2 separate regions of the Muntiacus reevesi genome follow, and region 1 is linked to region 2. Evidence: chromatin contacts called from public Hi-C data. All regions are on one chromosome and are shown on one strand. The core of a region is the stretch at or near the end of the contact, and the rest is flanking DNA. Distances in the headings are between cores, read along the strand shown.

Region 1 (2,700 bases), core at 134-2,633, 140 kb before region 2:
TTTAAGGTACAACCCACAGGATTTAGTGCACAGGTCAGCAAGTACAAAGATACTGATTCAGGATGAACGAACCTCTGATAAGGAAGCACAACATAAGACACAGAGAGAGGGTAACTTTTAAGCCGAGGTAACAAATGCCAAGAGGAAAATCATGCTGGTGATGTGAGTCAGAGAGAGAAACCAAAATACTGTATTTATAGACTGCTTTACTGTTTACTAAATACTTTTTAGGAAATTCATTTTTAATTATTTTTCACATTTATTATGATTTCATTTAACCCGCCAAAAACTTCTAAAGGTACAAAGCTAGAGCAGGTTTTATCATCATCCCCTCCCCATTTTTTTCTTTCTATTTTACAGATGAGAAATCTTAGGCTTGGAGAGGCTAAAAGATTTGTCTCAAATCACACAGCTGTTAAATTGCCAGGGCTAACACTCATATTTTTTAACAGGTAAACCAGTGAGTTGCATGTTAATTCTTTGGACTGCATGACCATAACTTTCGACAGCATCCTCAAGCCCTCATAGTCACTGGATTACAAGGTGGTTAGTTAGCCCTCCAGATAAAATGCTGTCTTAACTCTGAAAGTAAAAGCTGTATGAGAAGATAAGAGGGAAGGAAGGCTTGAAAATACTATAGTATCACCTATACTATAGTATCTTCAATATATAGAAAACACATTGAAGAGAAACAGACTAGACAACCACTGATCATTTGCCCACTAACAAAAGTGCTGAAGGGAAAAATCATACGGTGGATGGTGGTATTTGGTGGCAAGACTGAACGGCACAAAAGACAAATTATCTCACCCAGAGAAGGGCCTAAGACACAATAATCACCAACAAAAGCGCACGAGGTACTGGAAATGGGGGGTGCGGGGGGGAGGGTAGGGATGGGACGATAAGGGTGACAACCTGAAGGACGCAGGGATGAGCGAAGGAAAGGTGACTGGCCAAGGCGCAGACACGACAAAAGGGAGGATAATGGGGAGCAGATGGGTGACCCAGAGGGGTCCGCGGGGAGAGCGGTGGGAAGGTACAGGATAGTAATTTTTTTTTTTTAAGAGGGGGAACAAGGATGTCGGCAGTCCAGAGTGGGGGAACAGCTCGGGGAAAGCGTGACAAAAACCCAGGTGGCCAGGCTAACAAGGTAACAAGCCAGAGGCGGCAATGGCAGGGACGGGCGGCCTGCTATCTGAGAAACAAAGTGTCAAGCTCGACCGGGTGCGCGCGTGCCGCAGTGACTCGAAGTTAGTACCTGTAACCGCGGTTGGAGGCCCGAGGCGGAATCCGGTAGACGCTGACGTCAGGTTTCACACACAGTACAGACTCGTACTCCAACTCGGACGCCATCTTGACTCTGCTCGCTGTGCCGCTGGGGGCGGGGCGTCAGCGCGGGGGCGGGACGTAGAGCCGGGGTGTTGAGTTCTAAAACAACTTCCGCTTACGCACTTCCGATAACGCTGCTTCCGCGAGAGTTTGGCAGGCTTCCTGAGATTAACCTCCGCTGGCGCGGGTTGGGGAAGCCATGTTGAAACCTGGAAACGGTGAGGTTGCGTGAGTCACCATCTTGGGTAATGGCAAGGATGCCCTCCAAGTGCGTGATTCATGTTAAGGATATCTCCATCCCCGAAAAGCGAGGAGGGAAAGCGCCATCTTGCTCTCGGCAGGTACCAGCAGTGCTGTGGGAGAACTACGACCATCTTGAAGCTTGGCGGATTTTTTTTCTTCCAAAAGTCACTTTTTAACCGTAGTTTCCAAGCAGAAAAGAGGTATCCGCGGGTCCGTAATCCCAAATTGGATACCTAGAGAAAGTGTATGACCTAGGCCTAGACATGGTGGATTTTAATCTTCCAGAGTCCAAAATTCAAGAATGCCGGGCCTGATCCATTGCCTTATAATAACTCCTTTTTATCTCAGAGTTTTGAGAATGGCACCTGTTGAAATAGTCTGCCACACTTTCAGTGTGTACCTGATTATCTTTTGGAAAGTTTACCCATGTTAAGCTGTAAGTGGGCTTCCTTGGTGGTAAAGAATCCACCTTTAATGCAGAAGACCTGAGCTCTATCCCTGGGCCCGGAAGATCCCTTGGAGAAGGAAATGGCAACCGATTTCAGTATTCTTGCCCGGAAAATCCCATGAACAGAGGAGACTGGCGGGATACAGCCCATGGGATCACAAAGTCAGACACGACTGAGTGACTTAACACATAAGTTGTAAATGGGATCAATTCAATTCCTGACCAGTTGAGACAGCATTATGAATTATTTAATAGCCTGTGTTTGCTCTCAGTTTTATTATAGTGGTAAATTCTACTGCAGTGTCTCCATAAACACCTGCCTTGTACACTCCAAATTTAAACTTGCCACAACAGTCACCTAATTGATTTAATTAGCACAGAGGGCAAGTGTAAAACCAAGATACCAACTCAAGTCTGCCTAACTACAACTGTGGTGTAGGCACCAACCACTTCATCATGTTGACTGGTTGGAAACCTGTCTAATTTGTCTGCCCTGCATAACAAAGTGATAGCTTAAAACTCTAAAATGAATCATAAATACCTAGCTATAATAAGGATGTGGGGAATCAACTACTCACTGTTTGCTGGAAGGTAGTGGTATAGCATTTCTGAGGGTAAATTTCGAATTAATATCCTGTATGTAACATTAAATGTAGCAAATCCACTAATAGCTATTTTAG
Region 2 (2,700 bases), core at 121-2,620:
TTTGGGTTTTTTTTAATCCTCATTTAAGGACAGACCACATGATGTGGTTTGTTTAAGGCCGAGTAGTACCAGTTTGGATTCCAGGCACCCAACCAAAACCCCAAAGGAGGAGTCACTATCATCAGTGACTCCTCCAGCCAAATTCAACCTCTTCACCTGCTTCTGCCACCCCACCCCCTCTTCCCCTGCTGGGGTTGCTACGCTACACATTGATAGGCATTGGGAACTTGACTATTGATAATTTCCCACCATTAAAAGCCTCATATAATTGCTCATCCAACTCTTTAACTACAACTAGACTGAAGTGGGAGCCACTTCTCTGGCCTTTTATTTTCCTTCATCTTCCTCTGCTCTCATTTTCCTTCTATCTTTCTCCTCCTCATTTGGCTCACTTCTCTTGTGTGGCTTGGAAATCAGATGTGTAGCTCACACTTTTCTCTTACAGCCCAGAAGGAATAGGACGTTGGCAGTTCTCTCCAGTTGTATAAGAAGCAGTTGCCCTGGCCCCTCGTGAATGTTTTAAGTGGAAGGGGGGAGCATCGTTGACTCCTGAGGGCCCGGACTTTTTGATCCTCTCTACTGATGAATCCCCAACTTCTTTCCGATACACAGTTTGTGCTCTGCAAATAAAACACAGGTTTAATGGAACCTTACAATTGTTCTCCCTCTAGATGCTGTCAACATGAGACTAGGGGCAAAACGCTGCAGAGTGAGTAGGATTCAGCTGGGTGGGAAGCTGGTGAACGACATTAACAGGAGTTTGGATTGTGTACCAGGCCAGCTGATTCTCTGCTTCCTGGAACCCAGGAAGAGTTGGTTTGGCTCCTGGATATTCAGGTTTTCTCCCAGGAGAGACTATGCTAAATCAGAGGACAAGTGGAGCCAAAACCTCATTCAATTCTTCCTTCTTTGGCTTTCCTTCTCTCAGACTGTCGTTCCCTCCCCTCCAAGGCTGTAGACACAGCCTGAAATCAAAGAGCAGCTGATAAAGTCATAGGATTATGAATGTCTTCTGTTTACATCCAACGACCTTTGCCAAATATGGATAGCCTTTATTCTCTTCTTTTTACAGATTGAATCAATTCTGAACACTTGCGAGGGCAAAAAATTAAGTGTATCTGCCCTCCCTCTAAGCGTTTCTCGGAGCATTTTGTCTGTGAAACAAGGAGGAGAAGCTTTAAAAAAAAAATTGAGTAGGGTGGGGGCAGGATGTGGTTTCGAAAAGGGGTGGGGGGTGTTGCGTAGGGAGGGGGCCGTGTTTGAGGTCCACCCGTCTGAGGAGCTCCAAAGATTGGAGGCGGGTAGGGTGGGGCTGGGGGCTTGTCTGCCGGGCTCCGCCCTCTCCGAAGCTTATATAGGCGCGTGAGCTATAGGCTCGCTACTGAGAACCTGGAGGAAAACTTGCGCCGAGAGAGGACATATTGGAGGTTTTGCCGCCTGGAAGAGGGGTCTCTGGAGTCCCACTCCTAGATCTTTATCGAAGAATTGAAGAGAATTAAATTGCGGCCATGGGGACCACGAAGGTAAGAGCGATACGGTCACTGGCTGTTTTTGCCGGCTTGGGATGCACTCGGAAAGGCGAGCCATACCGGCGTTGGCTGAGCGGTTACGCGGAGTCACCTAGCAATCTGGAAGCCTTTCCCGTTGCTCTCCCAGCCTGCAGTGCCGCCCTTCCACAGTTCTTCTCGGATGTCATGTCCTATAAAGGGTTTATCCCAGTTCCATTCACCTTCTTGGGGTGGGAAAAGTCACCTGGAGAAGTTGTGCTTGTATAACACACATGAGTGTGTGTGTGTGTTTTCTTTAATACAATTGCATGCTTTTGAGGATGTGAAGTTGAGTGTTCAGGGCACCGGGGGCGGTATGGTGGTGTTGATGCTTTAGACCTTGAAAAGACCAGAGGGTGTTTTGGGGCTGCCGGGTCGGTGTCCAGCCATCATCTGTTCTATGACTTATGGGATTCCCTGGATTACCTAAGGAGAGAATTCCATGCTTGTGAACGCACAGTATATTAATATATTATTAGGTGTTGTGGATGCGGTATTTGTAGGAAGAAAGGCATTTTCACTAAGGTAATCTATCTGAAAATGAAAGATAAGAGAAGGGATGAAAAAGTGGGAAGGCCCTCAAGGAGTATAAATGATGAGAGAAAATAAGAGGTTTCTACTAAAAGGAGTGGATGAAGCAGAAAGCGCTGCCCCTGCGGGCCTCGGGGATCCTTAGATCCGGTGGAGGCAAGGTCAATTTGGGGAACTGTTAACTCCAGGCCTGCCACTGCCTGACTTGAAAGGGAAGGAGTTTAAGATGAGAAAGGGTTCTCGGGGGCGGAGCTCTCAGGCATAAAAATTGAGCTCTCTTGGGGGTGGAAATTAAGATCACACCTATTAGAATTATCCCCGACAAGGTGAGTGATGACTGGGTTGATTTCAGCACAGCCCCCTCACAAAATGTCTCCATTTTGGATTGGGAGTCAGCTTTTTCTCGCCCCCTGGTGGGTGGGTGGGGGATAGCACTACCTCTTCAAGTGAACGGGAAGAATTTCAGATGGGACCAAGGGTACGGGGGTACGGTGGGTGGATCCTGCAGATTCTGTGATCCAGAGTTGCGAGCAGCCTGGTGATGATGACACATCACTAGCACTTTGCCTTTGTGAAATTTGGGGTGCGGATGAGCCTACACTGGCTCTAGCTGTTCCGCAGA

Evidence for each region. Hi-C and Micro-C count contacts between places; a contact is called where the count stands out from the background.
Region 1: a Hi-C map of blood shows a contact between it and region 2, with 5 times the contacts expected there. The contact joins the promoter of NECAP1 here to the promoter of SLC2A3 in region 2. A contact is called at or near these places in 2 of 3 Hi-C or Micro-C datasets (blood and muscle).

The regions. Positions count from the first base shown.
Region 1 is chr1:45,833,405-45,836,104 of mMunRee1.1, reverse strand. NECAP1 (NECAP endocytosis associated 1) reads right to left here and starts at 1,383. Exons shown (of 8, transcript XM_065941893.1): 1 at 1,259-1,383. The coding sequence starts at 1,353.
Region 2 is chr1:45,696,804-45,699,503 of mMunRee1.1, reverse strand. It overlaps SLC2A3 (solute carrier family 2 member 3), which reads left to right and starts at 1,370. Exons shown (of 10, transcript XM_065941856.1): 1 at 1,370-1,523. The coding sequence starts at 1,509.